Regions from separate parts of the Mus musculus genome. Here all the other regions are linked to region 4. A link is a contact called in public ChIA-PET, HiChIP or PLAC-seq and promoter capture Hi-C data. All regions are on one chromosome and are shown on one strand. Each heading gives the region's core, a stretch centred on a gene start, on an enhancer-like site or on the middle of the called end of the contact. The rest is flanking DNA. Distances are from core to core; before and after follow the strand shown. Region 1 holds the start of Atp8b3 (ATPase, class I, type 8B, member 3). Region 2 holds the start of Izumo4 (IZUMO family member 4). Region 3 holds the start of 2310011J03Rik (RIKEN cDNA 2310011J03 gene). Region 4 holds the start of Zfr2 (zinc finger RNA binding protein 2).

Region 1 (6,197 bases), core at 1,162-3,661, 690 kb before region 4:
TTCTCCTCCCTCTCCATCCTGCCATCCCGATGATGTGAGACCGCACCTGTGTCTTTATCCTCAAGGTTCTCCCCGAGATGAACTCCATCCATGCCGGTGGGGCTGTGGAGTGGGGAAGAAAGACCCCTAAGTCACAATCACCCTGGCTGTCCAGTGCTTCTGGATGGTGTCTGACACTACCCTCATGGACCTTGAGATCTGCTCTCTAAAATACTGCCGCAAAAGCCAATCACAAGGGAATCCCAGCACAAGGGAGGCTGAAGCACGAGTATGGATGGCTTCAAGTCCCAGCCTGGCTCGGGGGTGAGCAGCAAGACCTTGTGTTGGAATAAAATAAAGACTGGAGGGTGGGGAGATGGGATAGGGGGTTCTGGAAGGGAGACCTGGAAATGGGACAACATTTGAAATGTAAATAAAGAAAATATCCAATAAAACGGGAAAAGGAAAAAGAAAAGAAAAGAAGTAGCCCTAGGTATTCACAAAAATCAATAAAAAAAATAAAGGCTGGGGTATAGGTTAGAGGATGGATCTATCTATCTATCTATCTATCTATCTCTCTATCTCTCTATCTCTCTATCTCTCTATCTCTCTATCTATCTATCATACATGCATATCTCACCTTCTCATGTCTACCTCAGAACTGCTCTCTGGACTTGCAGGACCCAGCATTACATCCCCCATCTATAGCTGGTCACCTGAGGCAAGGAACCCCACCTCTGAGATGCTGTAGCCTCGAGCCCTAGTGAGGAAGCTGTGGCTGGCCCGTCCAGTCTCCTCCATGCCCCTCCTGTTCCACCTGCTCCTGCAAGGCCCACCCCACACCCCACACATGCTCAGTCCATGTTTGCTGACTGACCCCACGGAGCTGAGGGGTTGTATATGTGACAGCTCACGGCTTGCGTATATTATGAGCATGGAGCCATGTTAAGATAGATCTGGTGTGTTGGCACCACACCAGATCCCTTTAATCCCTGCCCTTGGTACACCAAGTCAGTGGGTTGCTGTGAGTTCAAGGACACTCTGCCCTACATAGCAAAAGCCTGTCTCAAAGGAGGAGGAGGAAGAAGAGGAGGAGGAGGAGGAGGAAGAGGAGGAAGAGGAGGAGGAGGAGGAGGAGGAGGAGGAGGAGGAGGAGGAGGAGGAGGGAGACAAAAAGATCTGGCCTTGGGATTGCTAAGTGTAGTGACAGGGTCTCACTCTGCTGCTCTTACACCCATAATTCTGCTCCAGCCTCCTGGAGGAGCTAGGATGACAGACCTGTGCTCTCACTCCTGGCTGGGTCTGGTAACTTAAGACAGCCCTATACCTGGTGACATGGGTCCTCCCTGCTCCCTTCCCGGGGGGCAGATCTTCAACCACCACCTGAGCACTCACCCCATCGGTCCCCCAGTTTACCCATATGCCCCCCACTGTCACCACCCTGCCTGGTGGATTTCTTCCTCACCCTCCAAATTTCACTCTGTACTTCCCAGACCGGCCCGTGGGAATCATGCGCCTCCTGGGGGCTTCCTGAGCAGCTGGGGTGTCCCCCATCTTGCCTCTGGTCACCTCTCTTCTAGAGCTTTCACTGTCTTAATGTCTGCTGAACCCACATTTCCCCCAGGACAAGGAGTCCTGGTGTCTGAGTCATGTGTTTCCCCAGGGCATCTTGGGGCCCCACCTCCTCCTGGCTCAGCACCAGCTCTGGGTATTGGGCTTTTCCCTGATTATCACGTGAGGAAAACTGAGGCTGGAGAGGGTGTGGGAAGGATGTGTGAAGAGATCTTGATTCTAGGGAACACTCTAGTCCAGGGGTTCTTAACCTTCCTAATGCTATGACCCTTTAATAAGTTCCTCATATTGTGGGGACCCCAACGACAAAATTGGTTTTGTTGTTATTCCATGACTAATTTTGCTACTGTCATGAAGCATAATGCAAATATCTGTTTTTTTCAGATCGTCTTAGGTGGCCCCTGTGAAAGGGTCGTTTGACCCTCCCCAGGTTGAGAATTGCTACTGCACTCAGTCTTCCTTTCCAATGTTTTTCAAAGTTTCCAAAATCTTCCTGTTCCAAAGTGTTCCTGCCCACTCACCAGACACCCCATTAGCAGTATTCCCCAGCGGCCATGACGCACAGCCCTAGTGAACTCTAGTGGTCACCAAACTGTCCTGTAGGTAAGCTCCACCTCGGTGTCTGGTTTTATGAACCTCAAGGGGGCACCATCTCCTGTCTCAAGTGCTGGCATCCGGGCCCAAGACCCCTAGAGCACAGAGAGGTCACAGTGGCGCCCAAGGATGCACAACTCGTGAGCATCGGTGCTCACCTGCGAGGGCCGGGCTTGGTGGGGCCTGGCTGCCTAGGGCGGGCCGCCAGCGGCGTCCAGGGCCGCCGATGTTGTGGAGCTGTTAGCCTGGTGCCAACGGGTCTGAAACGGGTGGCGCGGGCTCGTGGGGCGGGGCATTGCGAAGGGGGCGGGGCCTACCAGAGCCTTAAGGCCTGCAGCTTAAGGGCAGGAGAAGGATAGGACCAGGCGACAGGGGCGGGGCCTGGAGAAGGTGGGGCCTAGTTGAATGGCACAGAGGGTAAGGGTAGAGCCTGGAGTTGTGGGCGTGGCTGAGTCTTCGGGGTGTGGTCAGGTCTCGTGGGCGGAGTCGTGTTTTAGGAGCTTGGCAGAGCCAACCTTGTGCTACAAACCAGGCTTATGGGTGGAGCAAGAATTAATTGTACAGCCAGGCGTAGTGGCATACGCCTTTAATCCCAGCACTCGGGAGGCAGAGGCAGGTGGATTTCTGAGTTCGAGGCCAGCCTGGTCTACAAAGTGAGTTCCAGGACAGCCAGGACAGCTATACAGAGAAACCCTGTCTCAAAAAAAAAAAAAAAAAAAGCGGAGACCAGGCTTCCAGGGGAGTCTATTCCTGGTGAGCGTGGTATTACATCTCAAGGATGGGACAATGCTTTGTGGGCGGAGGCATGAGTCAAGGGCCAGGAAGGAAGGAAGGAGGGAGGGGGTTTGGGTAAACTAGAAAGGACAGGAAAGCCTTGGGAAGAGGTCAGGGAGGAAAGGCAGGGGTCTGGCATCTGGAATCTCTGCGGGCAAGGCCAAGATAAGGCCAGCCGTAGAACAGAAAAGGGTCAAGCCAGGCAGTGGTGACACATGCCTTTAATCCCAGTACTTGGGAGGCAGAGACAGAGGCAGGCCTGGTCTACAGAGTGAGTTCCAGAACAGCCAGGGCTACACAGAGAAACTCTGTCTTGAAAAACCAAAAGGAGGAGGAGGAGGAGGAGGAGGAGGAGGAGGAGGAGGAGGAGGAGGAGGAGGAGGAGGAGGAGGAGGAGAAAAGAAGAAAAGGGTCAAGTCATGATCCAGGGAGGGAGGCAGAGACTAGGGCATGGCTGGGGTATCAGGGACAGGCTCAGAAAAGGTGGGTCTGAGCTTCATTCTGCAGGGCAGGAGTTAAGTTCAAACTGGTCTCAAGCTTTATTATGTAGGGGAATGCAGATTAATCCTCCACCCTATATAATGACAGCAGCCTCTCACTGAGCTACATCTCCTGCATTTGGGAAGAGCATCTTCCAAGCACACTAAGCACAGTATACTCCAGCCCAACTAAACATTGCTGAATTGGGGATTAGGAGTGGGAAGGTTGCACACCAGTGAGCACGGTTGAGCCAGGTCTGTATCTGTCATGCCTAAGTGGGAAAGGGAGCCCACAAGGCACTGATGGGCTATGTTGATACCTGTGTACAGTGGATGTATGCCAGGGATGCTGGCCACGGTACACCCTGAAGAGGCTGTAGTCAGCCCTGCCTCTAACCTAGCCCTCAGTGGTTATGTCCACCTCCTGTCTCCCAGTGTATGCTGGCATAAAATGAATGAACTGGTGGCTGGGATAAGGACGGCACTCAGGACCAAGCCTCCACCAGAATAGCAAACTCTGGAAGCTTTGAGTCCCTGGAGCATGTTGAGGAAATAGCTACTCGGTTCACTCAGCTTTCGGTGAGCATCTGATCACATCTTTATGATGGCCTTTTTTGGGGAGATCCCCTACCCTGACTTATAGAGGATGGGGGTAATCACAGTGGAGAGGGCTCCCTCGAGTGCAGGCCTCTGGCTTTCAGGGCAGAGCCAGGGTTAGCTAAGGTCTTTGTTGGCTGCTCTTCTGACACGAACTGGACAGTAGATAGGCAGAGACACACACTAAAGCTCCCAGGACAGACCTGGGCTTTGTGAATACATTAGCACCATTTATTTGTTTTTAAAAACTTGTTTACAGAAGGTAGAAGAGGGGACAAAGTGCTCAAGGAAACCCCTGAGGGTGGAAGCCTAGCTTAGCCAAGGAAGCTCCCTTGGCCCCTGTAGCCCCTGCATGCCCACTATGTAGATAGCCCCTGGAAGCTGCTCTAGCCATTGGCTTGCAGTCCCTCCAAGAAGCTTGAGGGACTAGGTTCCCACAGGACCCTGACCATCAGACCCCGGTTATCCTGCCAGGGTCTAACTCCAGCCAGCCTACTCTGCCCACAGATAACTGCCAAGAGGCAGCCAATCAAGTTGAGGTCACATTGGATGTGAGTACTACAAAACTTGTTTCCTTACATGGGAACAGAGTGGCCTTGATGGCCAGGCCCTGCCTCAGGACACCAGGCGGCAGGGGCTCCCAGTCTCTACCCTGGACCTTGTCTGAGTAACTGAGATCATAACAGGCAAAAAGGAGTAAAGGCATGCCATCAGCCTGCATCAGGGACAACAGCAAGGTACCTTCAGGGGAGGTCTAGCAGGCACAGCCTACCCGGAGCTTGGGGCTGTCTCACAGAGTTCCCACAGCTAGGTGGCATGGGCCCATGGGGTGAGAGTTGCTTTTGGCAAGGGAATCATTTTCATTTTTTCTTGACCCTGGCCACTGGGACAGGGGCCACATGGCGTGTGTCAGGATCCTGTCTGCCCCCAAAGCACCACACACTATGAAATCTAAAGTTCATACAAACATTTATTCTGTTTCTACTCACAGAGGGAGGCAATAGCCCCCAGGATGACAGCCCAGAGGCCCTGGAAGGCCAGGCCAAAGGGCTGGCTTGGCTCTGAGGTTGGGGAGCCCTGGTGGGCTAGGGTGAGTTCTGGAAGCTACCCCACAAGGCAGGGCAAACATCCAGGCCCATGGGACTGACCATGTGGGGTTCGGTCCCTGGATCCCAGCGGTACCAGGGTTGGACCCCTCAGCTGAGGAGGTGTGCGGGTCAGCAGGTTTAAATTAAAAATTAATAAAAATAACAGTATAAAGTAAAAAAAGACAACCCCTGTCTCAAACCATGAGGGCTTGTCCTGTTGCCTGCGTTATATACAAAGAAGCAGAAGGCAGAGCCCACTGTCTAGAGCAGTGGGCTGGGGTAAGAGTGGGGGTGCCTGACTGGGGCACAGAGGCTAGGCCAGCTCTGCCCTGGGCTGCAGCAGGCTCCAGGGGACAGGACTGGGAAAGGAGGTGATGTCACGTTGGGCAGGTGTGGGGTTGGGCTGAGGGTTGGTCTCAGCCCCGACTCTGGGCTGCTCACTGCAGACCTGCAGCTGGAGCTTGGGAGACGCGTGGTCAGCTGTCATGTTTTATTACAGAGTTTGAAAAGAGGCCGAGGGCATCGGGGCTGAGGGATTGGGGCTGAGGGCAGCCAGGGATGGAAGAAGGGGGGTGACATGGTAATGTTGGGTGGGAGTCATCGCTTGGTCTTGGCATCTTCTCGGATCTTCCAGATGACAAGGTGCATGCAGGCACTGGCATCCTCACTGGAGCTGTGCCCGTCCACTACAGGGCAGACATGCTCAGCACAGTCCTTACTCCCATACCTCCCCTCCCCTTCCCCCACTTCGGGGGCCCTGGCTCCTCACCATTGTCTTGGATGATCTGTCTGAGGTAGTCAGCCATGAGGTTCCGCAGGGAGCGCTTATAGGGCAGGCCCAGGCGATGTGGGAAAAGCACAGACGTGTCCACCACTGTGCCGTGGATGACCTTGAGAGCCAGCAGGTCGCTCTCCAGGCTGTGTCCGATGAGGATGGTGTCGGCGCTGAACATGCTCAGCAAGACAGCCTGCACGTCCCGCAGCGTGATGCTCGTGTCCACAAGGTCAGCCTCTGTCACCCCTGAGAACCTGCAGAGGGCCGGATGCAAGAGGGGCGTCGGGCCGGGCAGGATGGGAACGAGGATGGGGTCCCGCGGTAGGCCGGGACACACCT
Region 2 (6,301 bases), core at 1,963-4,462, 530 kb before region 4:
ATCTTTAAAAAAAAAAAACAGTAGTGGTAGTCGTAATGCAAACATCGATAGCTGGGCAGTGGTGCACACTTTTGATTCCAGTACTGGGGAGGTAGAGGCAGACAGATTTCTATAAGCTTGAGGCCAGCCTGATCCACACAGCAAGCTCCAGCTCCAGGATATACATAGAACCACATAGAGAGCCCTTGTCTCAACCCCTATCCCTAAAAGCAGGAAGTCACCACACCTTTGAGTGATGGGATAAATGTCTTGGAAGCCTCTAGATCTCTATGAGCGCCAAATACAGTTTTAAATTTTCTGGTAGCCTCATAAAAGAAAAAAAAAGAGAGATGAAATGTACAACAATATTCATATTTTTGCTAATTTATGATGTGTTCTGCCCCATTGTAAAGCCATTATAACTGGATATATCCATTCCTGCAGTTCTAGTTCTTGGGGGGGCTGAATCAGGAGAACTTGACACGGTCCTGGGCTACCGAGGGAGTGACAAGCCAGCTGGGATGTGTACACCGCTGGAGCCATAGCTCTGTGCGTAAGAGTGCTCGGCTGTTCTTGCAGAGGTCTGGGATTCAGGTCCCTGCACTCACATGGCAGCTCACAACCGCACGTGACACCCTCAGAAGAGGCTCCTGTAGGCAAGTGGCACACATACACACACAATAAAAACTACATTTCTCCTAGGTAAGAGGCATGCCATTCACACAGTGCCCTGCAGTGTCGTCCTGGTCTCAGGGTGACACTAAGGTCGGGGATGGGGGGCTCTGCTCAGTCCACATCTCTGATCCCAGACAGATAAATTTCAATTCAAACATATGTTTCTATCACGTTCACTCCGCCCTAACATTGAAATTAATTCTACTTTGGGGTAGGGCTTATCACCCCCCTCCTCCAATACTGGGGAGGAACCCAGGCTCATACACACCCTAAGTTAATGTTCTGCTCCTGAGCCCTCACTGGGGGAATTCTAGGCGGGGCTCCACCCTGATTACACCCCCAGCCCTGTTGCTCTTTTTTTTTAAGATTTATTTTATATATGTGAGTACACTGTTGCTGTCTTTATACACACCAGAAGAGGGCATCAGATCCCATTACAGATGGTTGTGAGCCACCATGTGGTTGCTGGGAATTGAATTCAGGACCTCAGGAAGAGCACTAGCCCCCTTTTGCTCTTTTTGAGGTGAGATTTCACTAAGTGTCCCAGGCTGCCCTTGAACTTAAATGGCACTGGAATGGATCAAGATGGAGAAAGGACAGACATCAAGAAGCCCCAGGGGTGGAACTCTCTAGCCTTGTCACCTCTGCTGTTCACTGAGTTCTAAAAACAAGCCCAGGACAGGGGCGGTTAAAACCTGGTTTTCGGAAGTTCTCAGGTTATCTGCTTCTGCCTTTGTCAATGGTTAAGTCTGTGGTCTCTTTTGCATCCTGCTGCCTCCAGCTAGCACCTCTCTGAAGCCCCATCACTTACAGAGCTAGTAACCACTTCCTCCATGCTGAAGGAAGAGCTGGCTGACCTGAGAGTCCTACCTAACTGTCCCCTGACACTCCCACCCCTAGTTCCTGAGCTCCCAACTCTGCATAACGGTAGCAAATCAGAAACCAAAGTTACAAGGATACACGTGGAGCTCTGGAATAATAATTGCCCTGCCTTAACACTATGCCAACCTCTACTTGACTGTAGGCACTTTATTCTATGGAGCCTAGGGAAGGGGTGGAGGCAGGAGGGAAGAGAAAAGGCAAAGTTATTGGCGCAGACCTTTAATCTCAGCGTTCAGGAGGCACAGGCAGGGTGATCTCGCTGAGTTCCAGGATAGCCTGGGCTAAATATAAAAGGAAAGAATTAAAGAAAAGAAAAGAAAAGAAAAGAAAAAAGAAAAAGAAACTGCGGCCAAAGTTAACTTTCTGTGATCTGTTTTTGAGTCTCTCCATCCAGCCTTTCAATGGCTTATTTAGGGGAGGCCGAGGAGTGCTGAAGAGGCAGAAGTAGGGATAGAACCCAGGGCTTTCTACACACAAGGCAAATGCTTCACTCCAGAGCAAGAGCCCAGACCTTCAATGAAGTTTAACAGAAACGTGATCATTTCAAACAAATGAGTCAGCGGAGATGGGAAGGAGGATCCTATCCAGCCGCTGGAGGCTAGCCTGTGCTATCTAGGACCTCAAATATTAAACACGCTTTTGATCCATGACGCTTCCTTTCTCCCTCCTTTTGACAGATCCAGGTCCCCAGCGCCCACTCTGGGCCGGTCGCTGGACACTGTCACCCTGAGGGATGAAGTCCCGCTGCCCGCCGCCCGCCTTGGCCCTCGGAGGACCCACCTGGCTGTCCGGAACCGTCTCTCGCTTCGCCCAGTCTCCGGCCGCGCCCGCAGAGGGACACGCCCGCGGAGGGACACGCCGCACGCCCCGCCCAGGCCGCGCCCGCCAGCCGGATTTACTTCCCTTAAAGGGAAGCAGCCCGGATGGAGGTGTGGCGCCCGAGTTCGGAGGATCACGGTGTGAAAGGCAGGCGGCACTCCGCGCCCCTGGAGACCAGGACGGGCGCTGCTAATTGGCTGTAGTGGAGCGGATGAGGGGCGGGACGAGCCCTCCCTCGCTGGCTCGGGAACTGGCGCCAGCCCAAAGCGCATGCGTAAGGCGCTGTGGATGGGGTGGAGCCTGGGGACAGACTGGCATTACCAGTTGCCAATTGTAACTGGAGAGATTCAGTTACACTCTCCTGGGGAGATCCAGTAGAGCCAGCCCTGGGACAGAAGTCCGGATGGCGGTGGGGTGGGTGTGGTGACAGGCTAGAAAGGGGTGGAGCCATCCGTGGGCGGTACCAGGCCTGTAGGCGGAACCAGGCCTGGGACAGGAGTCTAATCGGGGCCTGGCCAGGTAGGGGCGGAGCCATCCGTGGGCAGGCGCTGTCTTTTTTTTTTTTTTCGAGACAGGGTTTCTCTGTGTAGTCCTGGCTGTCCTGGAACTCACTTTGTAGACCAGGTTGGCCTCGAACTCAGAAATTCGCCTGCCTCTGCCTCCCAAGTGCTGGGATTAAAGGCTTGCGCCATCAGGCCCGGTGGGCGGGACATGTCTAAGCGGGGCGGGACCAGAGTTGGAAGCATGATCAGGCCCGGGCAGGGGATGGCGCGGCCAGGGTCCACAGCGCGAGCTGTTGGTTGGTGCGGCGTGGCAGGGCGTGGCGCGGGAGGCACCGTTGGTTGGTGCGCGGCTGGAGGGTGCGGCGCTGGCGGCGCCGATGTTTGGGCAAGGCAGGCTGGGCCAGGCCATGGCCCTGCTGTTGTTTCTGGGCATGACAGCGGCGCTGGCCCGGGGCTGCCTGCAGTGCGACCCCAATTTCGCGGAGAAGTTCTCCTTCTATCGTCACCACGTGAACCTCAAGTCGTGGTGGGTGGGTGACATTCCTGTGTCGGGGATGCTGCTCTCCGATTGGATCCAGAACACGATGAAGGAGCTCCATCTGGCCATTCCTGCTGAGATCAGTGAGCGGCGGAACCCATTCCAGGGTCAGAAGAGCAGCAGGGAACCGGGCAGGGCCACTCATTTGCTTGCTTTTTCCTCCTGCCCTTAGCCCGGAAGAAGCTATATCAAGTAGCAGAAGCCGTGTACCAGAGGATGGACCAGCTGTACCAGGGGAAGATGTACTTCCCAGGTAAAAAGAGAAACAGGTGGGGCCGGTGCGAGCTGCTACGCACCTGAACTTGACCGTTCTGCTGTGACTCTCACATCAGGGTATTTCCCCAATGAGCTGCGGGCCATCTTCCGGGAGCAAGTGCGCCTCATCCAGAACGCCATCATAGAGAGTGAGCAGTGGGCTCCACAGAGGGGAAGATGATCATGGCCGCTGGCACTTCAGGGCTAGGGGCACTGGAAACAGGGCTCAGGGAGGAGTGACTCTGCAGGAGGCCCTTTTGCATAAATGTTTGCTAGCATGCCCATCACCCCCTTATTTCTGTCAAACTAGTCTCCTGGTGGCACCTAGGAACAATGGAACCATCCTTCCCTTAGGTTATCCCCATCTTTCACTGCAACTGACCCCTTCCTACATCCATGAAACTCATGTAGCACAAGCGTGTAATCCCAGCACTCAGAAATGAGGGAACGAGGCAAGAAGATTGCCACAAATCACAAGGCAGCCTAGGCTACCTTCTCTGTGCTAGGGTATCCTGGGCTACAAAAACAAGTGGGGCTGAGGTGTTGAGCTCTGGGCCTTGTCAGAAAGCACTATCCTGTTATGTCCTCCCCTCCCCAGGCCGCATTGACTGTCAGCGTCACTGTGGTAAGTGAACCATGGTCCAGGCTAAGGGCCACAGTGGCAGTGGCCCAGGCTGGGGAGGGCCCAGGGGAGTCTGGGGCTGCTTCTCATATATTGCAGGTATCTACCAGTACGAGACCATCTCCTGCAGCAACTGCACGGACTCCCACGTCATTTGCTTTGGCTACTACTGCAAGTATGGCTCATGCAGCAATCCCACTGCCCCTGGGGTCCTAGGCAAGGAAGGGGACCAGGGCCTTGGGGATACCCCACCACCAAGTCTTGTGTTCCCCCCCCCCACCCCAGGTCATCGGCACAGTGGGAGTCAGCTGTACAGGGCCTTCTGAAATACATGTGAGCTGGGGCTTATTGGGTACCAGGACATGGAGAGGGAGACACCAAGGGAGGCCACTTGGTCCCCTGACTCCAAACCTACTGTCATTGTAGAAACACCTGGCACAAGTAAGTTCCTGCTGGAATCCAAGGTTGTGTGTGCCTTATGATGAGGGGTTGAAGCTTGCCAAGGCTCAGGAGGACCTTGCCCACACCCTTCAAAGGTCTCCAAGTTCAGCTGGAGGAAGGGGGCAAGCCATCCTGGCTGAAGGGTCTTCATGAAACCTATTCTTCCCTGAATTGGTGTGGTGGCAGACCTGGAGGGTCTAACTGGAGCCCCATTCTATTTCAGACAGGATGAAAAGATGAGGTAAGACCAGGCCTTCCACTTGAGAGGGAGGAGTGAGGTGAGGAGCGGGGTATGGGGAGTGGGGAGAGGGATGGAGTGAGGAGGTGTGTGGGTAAGAGTGGGAGGGGATGCTGGGCAGGGTGGGTAAGAGCGGGAGGGGATGCTGGGCAGGGCTGTGTGCCTGAGGGCACACTGGCCATCTGTAGTCACACCTGCCTGTGTGGTCAACGCACTGCCTGAACCATGCTGTGTTTCTTCCCTGCGGCCTCAACTTGGATGTGCAGAACCACCCCAGCCTTGTGAGTGAGCTGGGGAATAAGGCTACAAAGAAGCAGGTGACCTGTGGAAAACAGAATTCCAAAGTCAAGTGGCCTCTTTGCCACAGACCTCTCATGCCCTATCGAGGCCTGTCATTGTGGGTGCTAGGGAGGGTCCCTATCCCACTGGCACACTTTAGGATTTAAGAACAGGCAGGGACTAGGTGTAGCAATGCATTCCTATAATCCCAGCCTTCCAGGAGCCTGAGGCAGGAGAATCTTAGGGGCTAGCTTGGACTATATTAATGGGCTATGGGAGGCAGCCTAGGAAGGGAGGCAGGAGGGCATGTGCAGACAATGGGCTTAGAGCACCTCCTCCTCATCCCCCAAAGCCTGTCACAAAACATAAAGTGTCTGGAACCTCAGCATCTGGTCAACCTGACCTTGGAAAAAGTCTCTGAGTGTCTGACCCAGCACTGACAGTGGCTGCCAGCCCCCAGCCTCGGCAGAGGCCAGGACTCAACTGCACTGTTGCCTCTGGAGAAGCTAGCTGCTGCCTGCCTCAAGTTACCCCTCCCACTCCCATGGATCCCAGGCTGGGCCGGGACAGGGGAGGGCAGGGAGATGGGTTTGTGTAAGATAGTGGGGAACCCCCCAGGGCAGGGCCCTCTGAGATATTTTGATTAAAATGCCCTGACATTTCTCATGAGGAACAATTCTTTAACTGCCAGATCTGGCTAGGTCGTTAATGTAGCTGGTGGCATGCATTTCACCTGAACATGATGTACAGGTGTGGAGGGGTCCTACGCTCCTATCCACAGAGGGAGGGACCAAAAAACCTGGCTGGTACCTGCAACATCTCCCTCGGGGTCCAAGGACCCTGGGTAACTATGGGCAGGGTTGCAGAAGGGATGCTTCAGCTCTTGCTGAGGTGGGATGCCAAGTACTCCAGTATGGCCTGGAGCATGCCATGGAGCAGATGACTTGGCCTCCTGACGGTCCTGCCTCTACAGGCGTGCTAGCTGGGTCTTCCTGCACTGCACCTGTCTGTAGACTGACCTTGAATTCTCTCAGCCTCAGGATGGATGATACAGTGGGCTTTGTAAAAGT
Region 3 (5,463 bases), core at 2,506-5,005, 910 kb before region 4:
TTATGATGCAGGTGTTAGGACCAGATCAGATCTCGTGCCTCAGTCACAGCCTGGAATCACAATGGAGGCTTGGTGACAGTGTGGGGCGCCTGGAGCTGCTACAGGGCAGGGATCCAGGTGGAGAGTGGGATCCAGACCTAAGGTAGCCAAGCCTTCAAGGACCTGGGCCGTGGGTCTGCGTGTGTCAATCACAGGGACCCGGGACAGAGTGAGGACTCAGCTCGGTCTTTCCACAGAGAGCCAACAACATCTCTACTGTGGAATGCCAGGCTGCTCCTGGTAAGGGGCCCTATAGCCACGGCCATCTGCATGAGCTGCCCCCAGAGAAGGGACCGTCCCTTGAGCTGGCCTCAAGTCCCTCTTCTGAGATGAGGGAAGTGGCTTTGAGAATGGGGTGGGGCGGGAGGCCTCGGGAGGGACGATGACACTGCTGTCCTCTTCCCCATGGGTCCCTTTTATGGCGGGAAGCCGAGAGCCAAGCATGCTGCCTCACAGGGGCAGGCTGATGACTAGGGGCCACCACGTGTGGGCTACCCCTATCATGATACCCGTCCAGTGCTTTGAAAGCCCACAGTCTAAGCAATGCCTGATGTTTCCTTGTCTGGGGGGCTCTGGCCCTAACTGTTGGGGTCAGTGTCATAGCAGAAACTCCAGACACCAACTGCTCAATGCCAGGACCTTGCCTGCCAGCCAGGGCTGCTGGCCTACAGGTGACTGGTAGGGAGGGGAAAGGGAAGGCCCTTTTCAGAACAGAGCCAAGTGGCTCTAGGAGACCCTCTCAAACCTCAGAGGCATCCCAGGATGACCCTGAACTGGGGTTGTAGACTGAGCCTGTGCACCACACACTGTGGGAGCCCAGGTAGCCAGCATGCTGCTCTGTGCCTCAGTTTCCCCATGTGGGCCGTGGGGAGGACTCAGAGTAGAGCAGCAGAGATGTCTGGGCTGTGGTACCAGCATGCAAGGGCCATCTTTCTCCCAGCCACCTCCTCCCATCCTGCCAGCCTTGGGGGCCCAGCAGCCACATTTGCCTTCTTCACCCCAGACAGTGGGGGACACAGGACACAGTGTGACATCCAGCCCAGGGTAGGCAAGAGCTGACGAGCCCTTAGATTCAGAGCAGGAGGGGTCTGCTAGCCGCCAGGCTGCCGATGGCTGCTAGCGCTCTGAGCTGGACACCAGTGGTCTACCGGAGACTAACCACTGGGTGCTTGACCAGGGCATCATGCCTACCAGTTACCTCACTGTGTGTGTGTGTGTGTCTGTCGCTGTCCCTGGCCAATGTCACCCCTTGCTCATACCTGGTCAGTGTGTCCTCTGCTGCCATACCGTCTCCCGCCCTGTTCTACTACAGTGTTACACTTCTGTACATACTGACCCCCGACCCCCCACGCAGACCCCCGAGTGGACACCCTGCCTGGCTTCTGATTCTTGTTCATATCTTTAATAAAGCGAGCCACTCCATCGATCTGTAGCTTCATCTTTATCACTGGCTCTGGGGGGGGGGGGTCGTTCCAAGACCTTCTTCTACAGCTCTGTTCAACCCCAGAAGGTGTTTCTGAGCTCCCCACTGACTCGACAGCGTGTCACATCCCCACATGCTGGAGCCGAGGTTGACTGAGGTTCAGCCAAGCTGTACCTGGCCATCAGCCACTGGTCATTTGTGGTGGAGGTGTCATGGTGGAGGTGGGGACCAGGAGTCCAAGCTGCACTGGTCAGGGCAAGTTGGACCCCGTGACCGCCAGGAATGTGGAGTGTCAGGAATGATGTAGCCACAAGCTAAGGCCACTTCTGACAAAACAGTTCCAGCCAGCTTGGGACCCAAGGAGGCAGGTGTGGTAGCTAGCGCCTGAGCTGCCAAGGGGTGGCAGGGGGCTTGGGTACCCAGTGATCTAGCCTGGCTTAAGGGAGAACTGTGTTCAGGCATCAAACATCTTTAATCTTCCAGAACTAAAGTCCAGCCACCCCAAGAGTGGTGGGTCTTCTGCAAGAAGGCAAACTAAACCCCAGATCCAGAAGGGGCAACATTCACCACACACAGGGACCTGGCCTTTGAGTTCCTCTTGGACCCCTGGGCTCCCCAGAATGGAAACTCCCTTGATGAGTCTCCCCGGCCCCAGGGAGAACTGAGAAGGCAGTGTAGCCCTAGAGGGCCTGAGCCAGGCTCTATGAAGCGTGCAGCTAGCCCATTCTCTCAACCAAGATGCCAGTGGCTGGCCTGCTGTGGATGCTGGGGATGAAGACCTTCACTGCCCAGGGTGACATGGGACAGAAGAGCACACCGGTCACTATGGGGCAGACTGGCTTTGAGCCCCGACCTGCAATCAAGTCCTTGATGCAATTTAGGCCAGTGTCCCCATAATGAGGAGGTGGCCATGTCCCTAAGTCCCATCATGAATTAGAGGCCATTAAGGATGGAAGAGGGAACAAAGCTGCTAGCTGGCAAGGTGGGCCACTGGGTCTCCCCGGGCCAGGGTTGGGACAGCAAATGTTGACCCAGAGCCTCTGGTTGCTAGGTGCCCAGGCCTGGACCAAGGACATCAGGTGTAACTTCGGCTCTAGGAGGTGGCTGAAGTCACCTGGCTGATATCCTGTTCCAGCCGCTGACCAGCTTGCCGAAGGCCATCGAACTTCTGTCTCAGAGCTTCCCCCGCCTGCCGCAGCCTCTCATTCATAGCCACGTAGGCCCGGCTCTGTTGGTAGATCTGCTCCTGCTGGATCTCAGAGTCCTCAGCCCTTGGGGATGGGTCTGGGGGGTCTGAAGAGAAGAAACAGTGTCACCATCCCCAGGCCTGACATCCACCAACCCAGAGGCAAGAGGATCAGTGGTTCAAGGTCATCCTTGGCTACATGGTGAGTTCGAGGCCAGCCTGGGCTATATAGGCCTATTAGGCACTAGAAAACAAGACTCAGTTTCAGGTTTTGGTGTCATGGAGAGGACAGGACACCTCCAGCCACCCTGGCCTGCCGTTCTACCCAGGACTGCCTGGATTCCTGGATCCTAGGCCAGGAGTCGCAGATATGGCCCCTGCAAGTACTCTGGCCCCCCATTAATTTGTAGGAGCAGCTGGCCACGCCCCTCTGAGACAAGGTCTTGAACTCACAGCAATCCTCTTGCCCTAGACCCGGGTTGGCAGCACTTTCAACTTTTTTTTGTTTTTGTTTTTCGAGACAAGGTTTCTCTGTGTAGCCCTGGCTGTCCTGGAACTCAGTCTGTAGACCAGGCTGGCCTCGAACTCAAAAATCCGCCTGCCTCTGCCTCCCAAGAGTTCGGAGCACTTTCAATTTTATTTCTGATGATCTTTCTTTGCAGGGGAAGAGAAGGGCAGGGACAAAAAAGATTCGTCCCTGCAGTCGGTTTGCTCCCCACTCGGGAGTCTCACGTTCTCCTACCTTCCGGGGCCAGGGCAGTGAAAACAGGATCTTGAGCGGGTGCCCCTCGCACGTCCTCCAGGATCTGCTCCACCGTGGGAGGCGCGGGGCGAGTGGGCAGTACCACGCGTTTCTTCGCCTTGGAGTTCATCTTGTAGGTGGAGCGCGCGCTAACTGGGGGTCCACTTTCGGCTCGGCCCGCCCACCTCGCGAACTCCTACGCACCCCTTACAGACCTGCGCCGAGGTCCCTACCCCGTCTCGCTTTCCCTCCTCCCGGAACCTCGGAGTTTGGCTCGATCTCCGCGCCAGTTTGCTCTTGGAACACCCCGCTGCCTATCTTCGTTCCAAGAACCTAGGCGGCCGCCACCGCTTCCGCTTCCTGCTTGAACGCCACTACGTTCCGGCACTTCCGGTCCACTCCAGCGCCACGCCTCGCGAAACCCCTCCCCCGTCTTAAAGAGCCCTAAGCCTAGATGCTCCTAGTTGCTATCCAGTAAGATCAGAAGGAACTCTGCCCTCCTTCACCGCGTGTGGTGGGAGGAAAGGGGTGAACGTGATTTCGAGAGTAATCAGTGTACAACCATTGCCAGGTACACAGTGGGCGCTCAATAAATGCTGGATGGAACCTAGCCACAGGCTTTGCTTCCTTGTGGTAGACCTTTAACTCAGTACTTTAATCTCAGTACTGTGAGGCAGAGGCAGGCAGACCTCTGTGAGTTCAAGATCATCTTGGTCAATATGGGGAATCCCAGAACAGCCAGGACTACACAGTGAGACCCTGTCTCAAAAGAGCAGTGGGAAAGCCGGGCAGTGGTGGCGCACGCCTTTAATCCCAGCACTCGGGAGGCAGAGGCAGGTAGATTTTTGAGGCCAGCCTGGTCTACAAAGTGAGTTCCAGGACAGCCAGGGCTAAACAGAGAAATCCTGTCTCGAAAAACCAAAAAAAAAAAAAAAAAAAAAAAAAAACCAGTGGGGGATGGGGGAGCGAGCTAGCTTCCTGTTCATGGCTGTATGGTAATTCAGCACTTGGCAGATCTGGGCTCAGAGCAGTCTTCCTCTGTGGGTCCTTATTCCTCCAGGGGCCCACCCTACCCTCAAGGACACCATAAACTCGACATCTTCTGTTTAACTTTTATTTGGCAACTATGAGGTTAGACATGGGGCTATGGATGGCTTGGAGACAGGGAAGGGGCAGATGATTGGTGGCTGTGGTCTGACCTCTTGCCCACTGTACCTGCTCCAAAATGAGTAAGGACACATCTCTTCCACTGGGAGCAGCTGAGGCTGAGCGGTGGGCTGTCACCTGACCCATGCAGCTGCTCTGCCCTGGCCTTCTGGGGCAGGCTTCTCTTCCAGCCTGAGAGCAGGACCTTGGGGTACCGGCCTTCTGTCCTGACAGCCAGGCATCTCTGGCTCTCCAGCCTCCAGGGATCTGTGCATGCATGGTTTTGGGCACTGGGGTATCTAGCCTGGGGCAGGTGGGCCTTCCTCAAGCCGAGGGGCCTCCCAAAGGCCCTGGCCAGCAGAGCCAGCACCATGGCCCAAGACTGGTAGCTGGGGGGCCACCAGAGGTGGCAAGCCTTGGAGGGGCTCTGGAGCTCTCCCAACACAAGGGACAGGGGACAGGCAGTGTAGTCGCTGCTCAGGCTGCTGCAGCAGGTGTAACAGGAGGGTGACAGCTGGCCTGTCCTTCGGTCACTGGCTGCTGTGGGTGGCTGTAGAGCCACCACCACTGCTGGCTGGAGATGAGGCAGAGTCCTGCCAGGATGGAGAGGGGACTGTGACTTTCTGCATAGGGACAACATGGAAACAGAAGGAGTGAGGCTGCAGCTGGTGGGTGCAGCCGGTGCCCACCTGCCCATTCCGGGCCGCTGCGCCTCCTCACCCAACAAGTGACCATGCGCTGCGGCCACTCACCCTGGCACAGCCCCTCTGTGTCCCTCTGCACACATGCGCGCGCGCGGCTGGTCACCTGGGGGGCCTGGGGCCGTGCTGTCATGTCCTCGGCCGTCCCATACAGCAGCAGGGTGTAGTAGTACAGAGTTCCTGGGCGGGGGTCGCAGTGGGCACCAAGGGGGACACCTGTCATTGG
Region 4 (5,631 bases), core at 2,573-5,072:
TCTGTGCTCCCAGAAGCCACCAGAGTGCTGCCGACCAAGTCCTTTTGTGAGGTGAGCCCTTGCAGCTCTTTCTGGTTTGTGAACGGTAGTTACAACTGGGCTGGTTCTTCTTCCTCCCTCGCCGGCAAGGTATCGGGGCAGAGTGGTGCTCTGGTGCCATGGAGATCCCTCAGACTGTCAGATGGAAGCACTTCATGTTGGCAGCCAGTGTTGGGAGGGCAACCCCCCCCCACACACACAACTAGGGACGCCCCCAAACCAAACCCTGCCACCAACAGGGTCATGTCTGCTACATCATGTTTTTCTTCTTATTTCCATATTTACAACAGAATTCCAGGGTCCAGACCCGGGATGTTAGGGTTTACCACCATGTCACCCCTACTCAGCTCCCTGATCTGATGACAAGGGCCACTGCCCTGCCCAGCGATCAGTGTGGTATAGGGCTGGTGGCTGGGGTGTGTCTCCAGCAGCCAGTAGATGATGGCCATCAGCTGAGATGTGCCTGGGAGATTCGGAGCCCAGAGGAGGCGGGGCCCACTTGAATGTCATCACCCATTCATGAAGAAGACCGAGACACAGCAGAGGAGAAAAAAATCTGTCCCCCAGTGTGTCCCCAACATGGGGTGAGCAGCCAGCCTCCCCAAGCACTGAACCAAATCTATTGTGTCTGTGCAGGGAGGTGACACGGGTACCCCATGAGCACCGTGACCAGGAAAGGACCCCCTTATCTACATACTTCCAAGTCCTGGGTGTGGTGGGTGTCCATGAATGCCAAGTGACAGCGAGAGACCAGGAACCCCCCCAAATCCAGGATAAACAGTATAGGTCTATGCCGGTGGCCACGCTGCTAAAATACCCACCCTTTTTAATGTATATGCAATGCTGATTTCTCCGAGCCCGCAGTCAGGGTTATAAATAGAAAACACTCGACACCGGATGGGAGGTTTACCGCCCCCAGGATGCTCCACCGAGAACTGGGGCTCTAATCCTTGGGTTCTGCATTCCCCTCACCCCACCCCCGACCCTCCTGGCTGGCGCAGCATCCGCGCTGGGGTGCCGCCAGCATTTCCCCAATAAACCTTTCCATAGCTGGGCTAGAAGCAAGGGACAAATGACAATTTAAATTTCCAGTTTGCAAAAGGCCCACTCACCTCGGTAGCGGAAGCTGCCTCTGCGCTGTCACTTGGACACAAAGGCGGGCATTTCTCGATGGTACCCAGGCGAGGGGCCTGGTGGAAGGATGCTCAGGGCCAAGTCCACATCTGAGGAAGGTCACCCAGGGCGACGTGGCCACAGCACACCTGTCCGGCCCAACTGTAGAAGGCGGCGCCGTGGGTTAGTAGCAGCACCCCTGTCCCCCTTTAGTCACTGTTTCCCCTGCCATCGCAGCCCAGGCCTGCCGCGGCTCTGGCTTTTCCCTTTCTGATGGCTGAGGCTCTGTCTTTCCCTCAGATAGTGGAGGAAGCTGCTTTTGTGTGCAGGGGGCGGGCCCAGGCCTGATAGACAGTTCTAGCATCCCTGCCTGCATCCTCCTCTCCCCATTGGCTGAGGCGAAAGCATTTCTCCCAGCCATGCCCAGAGCAGGTGCAAAAAAAAAAAAAAAAAAAAAAAAAAAAGTCTCTGAGATGGTGCATCTTACTTATGCAAAACCATAAGAGAAAATAAATAAACGGACAAGCAGCCGTGGCCTAACTCTTACAGGATGGGGGCGGGGAGCCTGCAGGATTCTTTGGTACGGGGGAAGAGACGCCCTTGAAACCATCTTTGAGGGCAAAGAAATGGAGGCTTCCAGATCCCCCTTTCAGGGTGAGTCAAAGGGTCCCTCATTCACCCAGGACAAGGCAGAATGTTGGGATGCAGCGAACCTGGCTGATTGTTTTAGATGTATTGGGTCTGCGCTACCGTGGGAACAGCGCCCCTGCAGTTGCCCAGAGGAAATCTAGAAGCTGATGGAAAAATGGACAGCTCGCATGCAGCTCAGCATCTGCAGTTGGATGGGATGGAAAGACAGTTTGTATCCTGGTCTCAAGTACTGGAAGCGCTGAGACCGGGGGGTGGGGGGTGGGGAGGCGCGTTGCAAGTTCAAATCCAGGTTGGACTAAGGTCAGCCTGGACAACTTGGTGAGCCCCCATCTCAGAAGTGAGAAGAGGGGTCATGCTGGATGGTTCAGCAGGTGTGCGTGGAGCTGTCAGGGAGGAGGGGGGTAGGCAGAGAAGCTGGTGTGCACTGGCAGTTTCAGCCCGAAGCAAGCGCGGGAGGAGGCTGGGGCTAACTGAAAAGCAATCGGAGGGCCATTGATGTCAACGTCTGCCCTCTGCATGTGCACTGACACATGCACTGGCACATGCACACACACACACACACACACACACAAACATTTAAAGAGGGGTGGGGGCGTGGTCAGAGGTGATGTCCTATGTAGAATTCAGCCAGTGGTCAGGGGTAGAGCTCTGCCTAGTATGGCAAGCAAGGGTCCTGGGGAAAATGGAGACTAAGCTACAATTTGATTTAGCAGCTGAGAACTGCAGTTGATTTCCAGACGTTACCAGAAGTAAAAGAGAGCAGAGAAGGATGTCCCCAGTGTCCATAAAGAACTAATCGCCCAGACTTTGGTCCCTGAAAGTGTGAGAGAATAAATGTTTGGGGTTTAACCCCCCTCCATTCAGTTTCTTATCTTTCCTGGTAACTAATATAAGACCCCACATAGTAGTGGATCTCCAAGGTTCTTTCTGCACATCCTGTGAGCACATCAAGTTCCTTCCTGCCACAAGGCCTTTGCCTGTACTGTCAGTACTCTCGGATCTCCTACGTTCATACGAGTGTACATGTGAGTATAGGTCACATAGGCTCTCTCTTCCTGACAACAGGTTTGTTCTAGGCATTTCCCACCATGGAAATGCGTGCCTACTGTCTCACTGAGCACGAGGCTCATTCACCTGTCGGTGCGGCCATAACTCCCACCCACTTTCAGAACCTTCCATCTACCCACACTATGCCCATCACCTCCCTACTTCTTATATCTTACTTCCTGTGTCTGTCAGTCTGAGGACTCCAGGAACCTCCTGGAAGTGAGATCCTGGTCCGAGTGTCCTTTTGTGTCTGACTCATGCTGACATGCTGTCCTCAAGGGCCATCCATCCATGTTGGAATAGGTGTCTGGGTTTCCTTGCATTTTCTGGGCTATTACTCCATTTTGTGTGTTTCCTTTAGCACTGATAAATCAGTTTGCACCTTTCTAGAACACGTCAGAAGTTGGACTCTCAGAGGCAAAAGTCAAGGGCACAGGGCTTGCAATAAATAATAGGGGAAAAGATCACATGTAACTCAAGAGAAACTGCCACAGTCCCCCTGCCTTCTAGAAAGACGTGGGCTACACACCTAGAGCCTTAAGCCTTGGAGGCCACACATGCTCAGGTCAAGGATGGTCACGTGCCACCCACCCACTCTCTCAGCCTTGGAATTTCTCAAGCTTTCTCAAGAATCAGCCAGCTCTCTGCCTTGCGTCCAAGAAGAGATAAGGAAGGTGGCAGTGTACATCAGCAGGTGATGGGGCTTGCCGCCAAGCCCAACTACTGGAGTTTGATCCTTGATCCCTGGGACTCCACGTGGCGGATGGCAGGCCGGGTCTAGAACCGACTTCCCTAAGATGTCCTTTCATCATCATAGAGGCACCTGAGTTAGGCGTCCTCCGTAGGGGGCGGGGCTTGGCCGGTGGGCGGAGACAGGCTGAGGCTCTCTGGGGCTAGGGATGGCAGGTTCGAGCAGGGGCGGGGCTTGAACGAGCACGGGGCGGTGCGTCGGGGGCAAGGCCCTGACGTCACTCCCGTGGGCTCCGGGAGGACGTGGACATGGCGGCTAGCAGCTCTTCCGGCCTCGCGCAGGGCACCAACCCGTCGTCCAGGTAACGAGCCCCGTGGGCGGCGAGGCGCCCCAACCCCGCGGGACTCGGTCGTGAGTCACGGGGAGCGGGGCGGGCCCGAGGCGGGGCGACGGCCCCTGGGGTCCGCGGGAGGGCGGGGCGGGGAGTCCGGGGAGTGACAGGCAGGGTGGGGGCGGGGACCCCGTGGGGATAGGGCTAGCCTAGGAGGGACCGACCTGGATGGGTAGGGTGGGGACCGAGGATGGAGGACAGAGTTGGGGGAGGGGACTGACCTCAGAGAGGACCTGAGACCTTGGGGAACCTTCCAAGCGGGAATAGGGTGGGGTGTTCTGGCCCCTGATGGATAGAATTGGAGTTTTTGGTGTCTGATGTATGGGGGAATCCTCCAGGCAGGGATGGAGTCAGAGTTCTGGTTCCTGATGGATGGAGGACCCTCGAGACGGGGATGGAGTCTGGGGTTCTGATGTCTAGTGGATGGGGGACCCTCCAGATGGGCCTGAATTGGGGGTTCTAATCCCTGATGAATGGGGGACCCTCCAGGTGAGTATGGATTGGGGGTTCTGGTGTCTGACAGATGGGTTACCCTCTAGACAGGGATGAATTTGGGTTCAGTCCCTGATGGATGGGGGGCTCTCCAGACGAGGATGGGGTCTGGGGTTCTGTGTCTAATGGATGGGGGGCTAAGCTAGGCAGGGTAAAGTGAGCCTCTGGTCTTTGGAAGTCAGTAAAGCACAGGCAAGTGGCACAGGCTTCCAATCCAATCTTTGAAGAGAGAAGCTGAGGCAGTGTGTGTGTGTCTAAGTTCAGGGCTAGCCTGAGCTACAGTGAGTATGAGGCCAGGCTGAAGAACTAAAGGAGATGTTGTCTCTAAATAAAAGGCCACATGAATAATGTCCGTGCCAAGTGGAGAGAAGGCGCTTGGCTGTGTGTGAGGAGTTGGGGGCTGACGGCTGGGGACGAGTGTCCTCTTCACTCAGTGGCTTGGTTAGGGTTACAGTTGCAGTGATAACACACCCGGGCCAAGAGCTGGTGAGAGGGTCACTGTGGGGACCAGAGTTCCAGGTCTGTAAGTCAGGCAAGTCCACTGCCGTAGCACAACACACACAAATATACAAATGATGAAAAGAAAAAAAAAAAGAAAAGAAAACGCTCCAGTCAACAGCAAGCTGGGAGGAAAGGATTTGCGTGACTCACACTTCCAGATCACCATGACAGGAGCTCACACAGGGCAGGAACCTGGAGGCAGAGCTGATGCAGAGTCCATGGAGGGCGCTGCTGACAGGCTTGCTCCCCATGGCTTGCTCAGCCTGCTGTCCTATAGAACCCAGGACCAGAGCCCAGGGATGGCGCCACACACATTGGTCCCTAATTAAGAAACCACCCTACAGGCTTGCCTACAGCCTGATCTCATGGAGGCATTTTCTCAGTGGGTTCCCTCCTTTCAGATGACTTTAGCTTGTGTCAAGTTGATCAAAGTTCAGCACAACTGACCTTTGTCAAATTGACACAGCAGTACGACTATTTAGCAGTGACTTTAGTCCTCAAGATCGCTTGTCAGTGAACATCACAATACAAAACATACTACAAACTTCTTTACAAATCAAACCGTTTAAACTCAGTTCGGAGCTGGAGAAGGGCCCAGTGGTTAGAGCACTGGCTGCCATTTCAGAGGACCCAGGTTCGGTACCTGGCACTCTTGCACAGCAGCTCAAAACCACCTGTGGCCCCAGGGTACCTGACACCCCCTTCT

The links. ChIA-PET counts read pairs in DNA pulled down with a chosen protein or histone mark. HiChIP or PLAC-seq counts read pairs in DNA pulled down with a chosen protein or histone mark. Capture Hi-C pulls out chosen DNA fragments and counts their contacts.
Region 1: a contact with region 4 is called in an H3K27ac HiChIP or PLAC-seq map of microglia, with 6 times the contacts expected there. The contact joins the promoter of Atp8b3 here to the promoter of Zfr2 in region 4. A contact is called at or near these places in 1 of 39 promoter capture datasets (liver) and 2 of 115 datasets of contacts at active chromatin or transcription factors (microglia and pancreatic cancer cells).
Region 2: a contact with region 4 is called in an RNA polymerase II ChIA-PET map of memory CD8 T cells, with 10 read pairs. The contact joins the promoter of Izumo4 here to the promoter of Zfr2 in region 4. A contact is called at or near these places in 5 of 39 promoter capture datasets (cranial neural crest, liver, neutrophils and 2 more) and 1 of 115 datasets of contacts at active chromatin or transcription factors (memory CD8 T cells).
Region 3: a contact with region 4 is called in a promoter capture Hi-C map of adipose tissue. The contact joins the promoter of 2310011J03Rik here to the promoter of Zfr2 in region 4. A contact is called at or near these places in 1 of 115 datasets of contacts at active chromatin or transcription factors (bone marrow-derived macrophages) and 2 of 9 other capture datasets (adipose tissue and macrophages).

Annotation. Positions count from the first base shown.
Region 1 is chr10:80,536,713-80,542,909 of GRCm38.p6, forward strand. It overlaps Atp8b3 (ATPase, class I, type 8B, member 3), which reads right to left and starts at 2,412. Exons shown (of 28, transcript NM_026094.3): 1 at 2,304-2,412; 2 at 47-102. The coding sequence starts at 92. It overlaps Rexo1 (REX1, RNA exonuclease 1), which reads right to left. Exons shown (of 15, transcript NM_025852.3): 13 at 6,196-6,197; 14 at 5,853-6,112; 15 at 4,214-5,769. The coding sequence ends at 5,681.
Region 2 is chr10:80,699,481-80,705,781 of GRCm38.p6, forward strand. Izumo4 (IZUMO family member 4) reads left to right here and starts at 3,213. Exons shown (of 10, transcript NM_027829.3): 1 at 3,213-3,479; 2 at 3,569-3,649; 3 at 3,729-3,800; 4 at 4,250-4,276; 5 at 4,373-4,448; 6 at 4,559-4,606; 7 at 4,700-4,714; 8 at 4,938-4,955; 9 at 5,219-5,233; 10 at 5,584-5,902. The coding sequence starts at 3,236. The coding sequence ends at 5,671. It overlaps Mob3a (MOB kinase activator 3A), which reads right to left and starts at 2,340. Exons shown (of 4, transcript NM_172457.2): 1 at 2,317-2,340.
Region 3 is chr10:80,316,793-80,322,255 of GRCm38.p6, forward strand. 2310011J03Rik (RIKEN cDNA 2310011J03 gene) reads right to left here and starts at 3,756. Exons shown (of 2, transcript NM_025521.3): 1 at 3,391-3,756; 2 at 1,463-2,755. The coding sequence starts at 3,520. The coding sequence ends at 2,556. Pcsk4 (proprotein convertase subtilisin/kexin type 4) reads right to left here. Exons shown (of 15, transcript NM_008793.2): 14 at 5,289-5,417; 15 at 4,491-5,159. The coding sequence ends at 5,014. It overlaps Apc2 (APC regulator of WNT signaling pathway 2), which reads left to right. Exons shown (of 15, transcript NM_001372241.1): 15 at 1-1,465.
Region 4 is chr10:81,229,341-81,234,971 of GRCm38.p6, forward strand. Zfr2 (zinc finger RNA binding protein 2) reads left to right here and starts at 3,823. Exons shown (of 18, transcript NM_001034895.3): 1 at 3,823-3,902. The coding sequence starts at 3,850. Atcay (ataxia, cerebellar, Cayman type) reads right to left here and starts at 1,446. Exons shown (of 13, transcript NM_178662.4): 1 at 1,152-1,446.